Linked DNA regions of Gasterosteus aculeatus: region 1 is linked to region 2. A link is a contact called in public Hi-C data. All regions are on one chromosome and are shown on one strand. Each heading gives the region's core, a stretch centred on a gene start, on an enhancer-like site or on the middle of the called end of the contact. The rest is flanking DNA. Distances are from core to core; before and after follow the strand shown. Region 1 overlaps LOC120817843 (A disintegrin and metalloproteinase with thrombospondin motifs 2). Region 2 holds the start of LOC120817843 (A disintegrin and metalloproteinase with thrombospondin motifs 2).

Region 1 (4,708 bases), core at 2,101-4,600, 74 kb after region 2:
TTGGAGCTCATTTTCATCTGTTGTGTTTTGTAATTACTCGCAGAATCTACCCCTCACTTTCTGCCTGTTTGAATGAATGCCAAATTGAGGGACGGGTCGAGGTGAAACATTTTCTGTGTGTGTGTGTGTGTGTGTGTTGGCGGCGCACCGCTGTCTGCAGGACATCAAAGCGCCCCCGCAGTAAAACCACTAAATCCCGTCTGCGAAGTTCAGCAGGAGTGTCAAAGTGTGTTTGTGTGTCTTGATGTGTTGGATGAGTTGAACGTGTGTACCGGTGCTTCTGCTTCCCACTCCTTTCCCATGTGTTTGCCTCCCTTTAAGACAAGAGACGGATCGCGTGGCGTACACTGACAGCGATATGGATAGGGAGGGGGGGGACACAAACAAAAAAAGACGTACCTGAAAGAGAAGACATTTATTGTCATTCTCAAATCTCAAGAGACGGAGAGGGAGAGAGAATAAGGCGACGCAGACGGAGAAGTGAATTAATAAGTTACAGTTAAGTGAGTTTGGAAAACAAAACAAAAACAGCAAGGGGAAGGAGAAATTGACATCCGGGGCACCGTAGATATGTGCATTGTTTCGAGTGACCACGGGTGACAAAGTGCGCTGAAAAGAAAAACACGAGTGCTGCACCAATGTCGTTGTGGTAAATCCTGCAAAAATATGACGCGTGCCAAATGCCAGGAGGAGGCCATTGTGCAGCAATCATCCTGTGGGCGACCATGGTGATAGATTTAGTGGCTAACAGTGATCTGTCTGTCTACTCTCCGTCTCAGCCATTAACGGAGACCTTTAGAGAGGTTCCGCTGTGTGTTAATCACACTTTCCGCGATTATGAATGGTCTTTGCTGGCCAAGCAGTTGCACCTGCGTGTAAGTTTAATTTACATGATGCATAGCTGCACACTGAGGTGTATTTTCACTACTCCAGCATGTGATGAGCATCATTTCTGCAGCAGCTATCTGGAAGGGGTGTTGAAGCTCCAGAGGCAGGAAAAGGCGACGTCGTCCAGGTAACAAGAGACACCTTGCTACCTGGATGTGTATGGAGCCCTGTCACACTCACATTTCTAAGTCTAAATGACTTAAATATTCCCCAGTGTGTTGACAGACAGATAAAGGAGAAGCTGTCCAAAGTCTTATCTAATTTATGTAACACTACAGCCAAATTTTATTTGATGACTCAGTTTGGTCTCGTCGGCCGCTGAGGGTGTTTTCAATGCATATTAAGCGAAAGCCACATTCCATGATGAGTTTACATCCTTAAACAACATGTAAATGTACTTTAATCATATTACAAATTCAAGTATCTCTTCAAATCATTCTCAGCCTCTCATGTAAGCTTCTTATCCATTTCTATTTTATTCTGTCTCTTGCACGTTCCCCAACTTCACGGAGACACAAAAACCAAAAATTGCCACAAAACCTCTTTTAATGTGGTTGTATTATGATCACAAACTCAAGAATGACTCTCTTCTTTCCTTGAACTAACGCTGTCTTCTATTCACAGTTGAAGGTGAAAAAGTCCCATTTAGAGAGCCGGCTGCTCACGGGCTGCACTGTTTAGTGTTCCGGCTCGAAAAAACCAACACATGGATGGATGACTGCAAAGCGTCACACGCTAGCAAATGATCATATTATGCCGGGAGCAGTACACTTTACATTTCAGAGGGTTAATTGGTATATATCTGATCATTTACCACACAGATGTTCCCGACAACAAAAAGACAGATGCTGAAAAGGTTTCTTGAATATTATCTAAAGCGGATGAGGCTTTACGTTACAACCGTGTTTATGTCCTGATGTCGTCAACGAAATGTTTTGCTGGCGAGTTTAGTTACCAGATCAAGTCTTTGACTCGAAGGATTCCTCCACTGGAATTTTTCCAAATGAGCTGCTACTCTACACTACAATTGTTTTCTAAGAATGCATCCTTTCCAGTCCCCCCCTAAGCGTTTGTCTCCTTCCTCGCTCTGCCTGCGTGCTCCCTCTCCGCTCTCTGCTCAGCTCCTTGTGCCGCTGCCTCTCTGTTTCTATTCGTAGCATTCCTCAACCTTCTGCCTTTCCCTCGCCGGCTGCGTGTGTGTCTGCAGTTTCGCTCGTCGTCCCTCTACATCTGTGTGTGTGTGTGTGTGTATGCGTATACACACTCTGTGTGTTCCTCTTCCTCCACAGCTATACATCAGCCATCTCATTACGGCTGTCTGTTTTTACATCCCTTTGCCTCATTAGGCACTGCGCACAGCCACTGAGGACGGCGGGCCTCGACTCCAGCGCCAACGTACCCCTCTGTCTCTCTTCTCGAGCGCGCGCGTGTGTGTTTTGCCAGTATAATGCTCTTTGCATCTCCCTTGTCACACATTACTTGGTTTTGCTTGCATTAGGCTCTTTCCTTCCTTCATCTCCTCTCCATCTGTGCTCGTGGGAAACGGACTTCATTGCCCTTTTCCCAACTTCCTTTTCTCTTCACTTCGTCTGTCACCCTGTTGCTGTTGACATGCTTTAGTGCAACAGGTTTATGAATTACTACTGGATATAATCATGGTTAATAAGCAATTATAGATCTGTTCTAAGGCATATACGAGCTTTGACTTTAATAGCAGAGTTCTTTGGAATTGATGGATTATTATGAAAACCAGAAATAATTCATGAGCAACTAACATTGTCGACTAAAAGTTGTCCTAATGACTCTAAATTATTAGTGTAGACATTGTTGTATTTCTCCTGCTGAGTCCTCTCCTACGTCTTGTGCTTATCTGTGTGACTGTAGGTGAATGAGATCTACCACGACCAGTCTTTGGGAGCAAAGATCAATGTGGTGCTGGTGAGGATCATCATGCTGGGCTACGGCAAGGTGAGACCTGATGACTTCTACCCAAACGTGGACGCCTTGTCTCTCCGTCAGCAATGTCTCTTGTACTAGCGTTCTGCTACAATAGCTTCACATACCTTCAGAAAGCAAAGCCTAGTAGTACATACAGACAGGCGCACACACACGCACACACGCGCTCACAAACACACAAACACATTCATCAGCAGGCACCGATGCCCGTAGCCTGTTATTCCAGTGGACTGAGCAAAAGAGGAACTAAAAGCATGCGGCATCCCAGGGGACTGTTTTCAAGTCGCACGCCTTCACAGTTCAGCACCAAAGCACACAGAAACTCTGCCCGTTATGCAATCAGCCTTCCTCCCAGTAGGCTGCTGCACAGAATCATGGGAAGTCCAGGCAAAGATAAGCAATCAATGATAGCCCTCCCTCATTCATAAACAGGGAAACCGGACAATGGGGGTAGCATCCTTTTCTTCTTGACTGTAACTCTATCTTCCTGCCTGTGCCAAAGGGGAGAGGAGAGCGGGGTGGAAGAGAGGGAAAACAGATAAAGCCGGAGATGGCAGGAAAGGAGACGGGCTGGGATTACCCCACAGAAGGGATTTTATTGCTGGATAGGTGCTCTGTGATACACTTATGCTGCTGTAGCCTTATCTCTTCCTCTCTCTACAATGTCTAACGTCCCAGTGGAGCCCACGAAACACACACACACTCTGCTACATTGGTCATTCTGGACCAGCCCCTATGCAGCTTCAGCCAAAGCTCTGGCTGTCCATCATCCCCAATTACCGTGGCAACGGAGCTGCGCGCAGACAGCCCGCAGATTGTCTATCTGACCCTGAATGCAGGCGCACCCACACACACACACACACACACACACACACTTGAACGCAACAAGTGCACTTAAAACACCATTCCAAAATCATCTTTAAAAACACACTGAAACACATTCACAAGCACCTGATGAACACGAAGCACACTCACACACGCACCTACTGTGTCTAAGGGGTGTCTGTGCAGAGGCAGGCCATATGTCTTCTCTGCTGCCCACCCACAATACACACACTCCCCGTTTGGAGTCCGCTGTGCATTGTGAGTGTGTGAAAGCTGGCAGGAAATGCAGAAATGAAGGCAAAAGGAAGCAGAGAAAGAAAGACTTAGAACAGGGAGGGGAGCAGAGGTCCTAATGAGGAAGCGAATAAGAGGTGAAGGTGAATAGACATGATTGCTGGTTTCTGGGAGTTTGTGTGGGTGTCTGTATTGTTCATTGAATCATAAGTACATTTTCTGTAATTGGACATGTTTTTGACTATTAGTGCATAACTCATTAACAGGCAGCTCTTTGTTCACTTTCTTATTCATTATTGAAATGATCAAGCTTACAGGAGCATTATTGTGTACTGTGGATCCCTTGGAGTGAGTGTGTGTTGAACACCTCAGCAATTTGCAAGATGTGCTGACACCATATAACATTGTGACACTGCCCCCTACTGGGCTGAATTAAATGTTATTGTACCAGAGCAGAAACAAGAAGCTGGTTTAGTTCCTGGCTTTTTTTTCTTGCCCTCTTCTCTCTTTCTCCAACATGCTTCCCTCTCATTCTAGTCCATGAGTCTGATTGAACTGGGGAACCCATCTCACAGTCTGGAGAATGTGTGTCGCTGGGCCTTCCTGCAGCAGAAGAAGGACACGGGGGACGCTGAGCACCATGATCACGCCATCTTCCTCACACGCCAGGAGTTTGGCCCCACGGGCATGCAGGGTATTGTACACTCTTACACATTAACATTTAGCACATACATCAAAATGACATGCCCACCGTCTACTTTGAACTCAAACTCACACAGAGAAAACTCCCCTCTTGCTCCCTCCG
Region 2 (5,120 bases), core at 908-3,407:
AACCTTGGTGTCATCTTCGATGCGACACTCTCCTTTGAACGCCACGACAAGCACATAACAGAAGATCGCCTTCTTTCATCTTAAAAGCACCGGCCGTCTGCGCCCCTTCCTCTGCTCTTCTCATCCACGCCGTCGTCACCTTTCGACCGAACTACATGCAAAAGCATCCTGTGCAGCACATCCACCAAAATCATCAAAAAACTACAATACATTCAGAGCGTCGTCCCAATCCTTGGAAAACTCCACTGGCTCCCCGTACCTCAAAGAATACAGTTTGAGGTTCATACAAAACCTTTCACGACCTTGTCCCCGTCTTACCTGTCTGACCTTCTGCACCCACACGCTCCCACGTGCAACCTCAGATATGCTTACACCAACCTCTGTATCCCCCCCATGCCCCACCCCATCACCCTGTTCTGTCCAAATATCAGACCTGGGGGTATTGGGCCTTCTGTATTGCTGCTCCCTTCCTCTGGAACTCTCTCCTCAGAACCTCTGACATTCTCCGCCACTTTTAGCACTTGAAACTCTCTTTAAATCTGCTTTTAACCTGTGAGTCTAGTTAACTATGTTTTAGTTTTATGTCTCACTGTTTTGTCACCCCTTTCATTTGTATTGTTATTGCTTCTAATGTAAATTGCTTTACAAATTAAATGGGTTATCAATATTAATGCACACAATGTTATTGCACAAGGAAGAACTGTGTTCAATAATTGTTTCAACAACTTCACAGCAGTTCCAAACTTAGCCTTTTATCCAAGATGCAATTATACAATTAGAGATACAACAGGGAAACATGACATTTCCAGGAGTGGATGGCAAAGCCACCCAGACAATTAACTGCTTTTGTTAGAAATTCCCAATTTTAATGTGAGCTTCACATTAATATTGAGGTGACATTTAAAACACCTACCTTTTGTGTTTCAACCAAGCTACATTATGCTACAACAACTAAACTGTGCAGTGTGTTGGCAGAGAGTCCTGGTAATAAACATTAAACCATAATTTTCTCTTACTAACTCAATTTGATGAATGAGTAAAGGAAATAACTCATATTTGCCACAAATCAACTATGTGGAGTCATAGAAAAGTGGAGTCATTCTTATGTGGGTTGACATTATTTTGCAGACTGAGATTAGTTTGTCCTAATTAGTTGTGTGCTTGAAGACTTTATTGTGCTTCTATCGAGCACTCTGTGCCGGTTTGTGTTGCTTTAGAAATCTGGGCGCAAAAGTGAATTCCACATCAAAGAAAATAATTAAATCTGAGCTTTTCTTAAATTGACACACTTCAAATTGGGACTGACCTGGCTTTGGAAAAAAATAAAAAACATGCTTTTCTTGGTGCGTTTTCCGCGTTATTGAATTTCTTTTACATTGTTTTAAAAAGAGAAGATAGGACACTTCTGAAAAGGTAATTGTTTTTGCTTATATCAGCAGTTCTCCTTATGCTGCTCATCGATGTTTGAAACAATATAAGATTAGTGGTCAATGGGGTAAATGATGCGTTAAATGAGGGCAAGCAGGTTAGGGCTAGTCCGACTTTTTCTGTCTGTAAATTGGACCCTTGGGCCCTGGGAAACAGACGTGTAGTTCCACCAGTCAGCCACACGGGGCGCTGCGGTTCATCCAACCTAGGAGCCCTGACGGGATATTCAAAGTTACGGGACATCGGGGACCGGTAAAAGAAAGACATGAACAGTATTTTTCACACGTCAAAAAGCGCCCAAGCAGCAAAGCAATAAAAGAAAAGCCCCCCCCGCGTCTCGCCGCGTGCTGGAGGTGTGATAAAGCAGCGCGTTCCTTCATTTCACCGCGTTTGACGCGAGGCCCGTCGGTCCGTCAGCGGCGGAGATCCTCTCATCTCCTCACAGCGGAGACCCGCGGACCCCCGTCGCGCGCGTGTGTCCGTGCGCGCGCGCGCGCGTTTGTGTGTGAGTGTCGGGGAGTTGTCACAGCAAAAAGTGTGTGTGTGTGTGTGGGGGGGGGGCACACGCAACGTGCGAGAGGAGTTGAGGGAAAGAGAGACACAGAGGAGGAGAGTTGCGTGAGTGTCTGTGTGAGTGAGTGAGATAGAGATAGAGGGAGGGAGTGAGAGACCTCGGTGGAGGGGAGGAGGAGTAGAGAGAGAGAGAGAGAGAGAGAGAGAGAGAGAGGGGAGGAGGAGGAGGAGGAGAGCTCCGTCTCTCCCGGTGCACTTGGCAGTCTGCTTGCGGGCTGCTGTGCTGTTGCTGTCGTGGCGTGGCTGGTCGCGCCGGGCGGGGAGCGTCACCACACTGGAGCCCGGAGTCCCGCTCTCTCACCTGCGCAGTTCGGAGCTGCCATGGCTCTCTCGCCTGGATTTACTGTCCTGATCATCCTGCCGGCCTTTCTGCTGCACACCAGCGGCCTTTACATCGCCAGTAGCGTCGGTACGTACGGCGGGGTTAAACGTGGCCAGTGTTGATGTTTGTCTTCGTATCTTTTCCGGCGCTCACTTGAAGTCTGGAGATCAGCGAAGAGGCAAAACATTGTTTCTCATTGCTTTTGACATGCTTTTTATTGTTGTTTTTGTTGTTGTTGCAAACAACGCTGTGGGGTGCATGTGCAACTTCTGGCGTTTTTGCGGGCTGTGTCAGTGTTGCGATTGGCTTTTCTCTAATCCAGGGGACAGGGGGGGTGAAGGCTGTCTGAGGTGCAGGGGCCATCGGATGCACCGGTTTACCGTCGGGTTCGGCAGGGAAGTGTAGCCCAACATGATCTGATTCTGCCGCTGTCGCATCTATCGATCCGTCACAGGACGCTGGTGTCGGATGTCAGCGACATTGATCACACCATTATCAAATCACGCGTCTGACACGTGAGCTGAAGCAACATAAACAGCCAGTGTGAGGTTTGATCAGTCGGTTGACTTTATAAATAACGTAAGACGGGCGGATAGCGTTGTGATACTAATATTGATGATAATAATAATAATAATAATAATGAAGACCGCCACGTGCCCCCCCGGAGGACTACTTTAAGGTGCCTTCACGTCTCCGGCTGTGTGGTGTGACGTTAACACGGCCTCGGCTCTGCGGTGTGTGTGTGTGTGTGTGCGTGTGTGTGTGTGTGTGTGTGTGTGTGTGTGTGTGTGTGTGTGTGTGTGTGTGTGAGGTGTGTCGCTTTTCAAATGCACCTGTGTTTTCAGTGTCACTTGGAAACGTCCCTTCATCCAAGACAGCATTGACTCACTTTACATTTATTTGCATTTAGTTAAGATTCAGTGATGATATTTAAAAGACGAATAACGCGTTCCGCGCATCAAATGATTTGATTTAGTTTCATTTGGCCGTATAAATCACTTTTCGCGAATAGAGCAGCGTGGCAGCGAGAGAACGGCGCGAGAAAGCCGCAATTAGCGCCTTCTCCTGCTGCAGGCTCTCCTGTTGATGGTGGAAGGGCACAGGAGGTGTCAGGAGCGCAGCGCGCTCTGCTGAGGCTGCAGTAACCGAACGCGCGCTGCCGAGCACCGGGGTCGCCTCTGGGTGGGGCTGTACTTGTGTGTCTGCGCTTGTGATTGGTTACATTTTTTCTCATTTCTATTACTTATCATGGTGACGGAGAATGTGCAATACTTAATCCTAGTACATTCTTTTTTCCTGTACATATTTTTGTTGCACCCGTGACATCCTCTCCACGCGTCTCCCATGATGATATCCCACCACTGTTGTTGTTGTTTATTTTTTCATCTTTAACCTCCAACAGTCTTCAATACCTAATTTTCACGTATAAAACACACAACAATCTTTCCCACTCTGACCTGCCACTACCTCCCTCTCTCTCTCTCTCTCTCTCTCTCTCTCTCTCTCTCTCTCTCTCTCCCTCCTCTACTGTCCTGTTCCCAGACTCCCTGCAGCATGTCCTGGGGGAGTATGGACTGGTGAGGCCGATCAGTGTGGACGCGGAGGGCCGCTTCCTGTCGCACGCCGTCTCGGCTGGCCGCGTGGCAGGAGGGCAGTCCCGTAGGCGCCGGAGGAGGGAGGTAGGAGTAGGCGATGATGATGAGTGGGAAGGACCAAAAGAAGAGCCCATGGCCCTCCGCCAAAGGCTCTACTACAATGTCACCATCTTCGGCCGGGAATTCCACCTGCGTCTGCACCACAATGCCAGGCTGGTGGCCCCCGGAGCCAAGATGGAGTGGCACGATGACAGCGACAGCACTCTGCATTCTGAGCCACTGCACGATGAATGCTTGTACGTGGGGGACGTCAAAGACGAGCCAGGAGCCTCTGTGGCTATTAGCAACTGTGACGGCCTGGTGAGTGGACACACTTTGTACCTCTTATGTGTGCAGTGTTCACTGAGCTCACTTCATGACAGAATTAACACGACCACGTCTTCCTCCCTGGTGACGGTTTTCTGGATGACCATGTAGCTTAGAAGGGGGTCCTCTTTTCTCCCCAACATCCTCCAAACCGGTTGCCTGGGATGAGAAATACCTGAGTCATGTTTTCCCTCTGACCTTTATGATATGCTCATGTAAACGGGAGCTTATCAAAGGTATATATTGATCCCTCACCGATAACCTCATATATATGTATATATATATATATATATATATATATATATATATATATATATATATATATATATATATATATATATATATATATATATATATATATATATATATATATATGTATATAATAACATTGTAGCACTGGACAAATAGCAGACACTTCCAGAGCATTTGAATTGAAGATGCCACCATCAGATATTTTGATTGCACAACAGTTGCTAAAAGAGCCTGAATTGCACGTGCTTTTAATGGAGCTGACGATGATACGGTACGATGTGGTACGATGGCGATGAATTGAGGAAAAGAATCAGAGATGGCATTTGGTGAAAGGATTTTGGGGAGAGGAGTGAGATGTAGACCGTGTGAAGAACGTTCACAGGAACAGGAAAGATGGAGACCAGTGACCGAGAAGGACGTGGAAGGGACAAGTGTGAGAGACAAGTCTCACGGCAGTGGAAAAAAAGTCAATACGAGCAAAAATGGATCACGGATGTGTACAGGGAATATTGGGATTGGGGGTGGTGTTCCCCTCATTAGGAAAAATTGTTCATTAGTCAGCCAGATCAGGCCGCCACCGGAGC

Evidence for each region. A called contact is a pair of places that touch in the nucleus more often than the background predicts.
Region 1: a Hi-C map of skeletal muscle shows a contact between it and region 2, with 1.8 times the contacts expected there. The contact joins the enhancer-like site here to the promoter of LOC120817843 in region 2. A contact is called at or near these places in 2 of 6 Hi-C or Micro-C datasets (both in skeletal muscle).

What each region holds. Positions count from the first base shown.
Region 1 is chr4:11,402,326-11,407,033 of fGasAcu3.hap1.1, forward strand. It overlaps LOC120817843 (A disintegrin and metalloproteinase with thrombospondin motifs 2), which reads left to right. Exons shown (of 23, transcript XM_040174454.2): 5 at 2,773-2,856; 6 at 4,441-4,597. Among protein-coding and RNA genes, the nearest start is that of LOC120818433, 19 kb to the right of the region's middle. Within about 2 kb of position 3,351, at least 1 of the 9 cell types and tissues checked has open chromatin away from gene starts, as enhancers often do.
Region 2 is chr4:11,329,496-11,334,615 of fGasAcu3.hap1.1, forward strand. It overlaps LOC120817843 (A disintegrin and metalloproteinase with thrombospondin motifs 2), which reads left to right and starts at 2,158. Exons shown (of 23, transcript XM_040174454.2): 1 at 2,158-2,410; 2 at 3,866-4,278. The coding sequence starts at 2,323.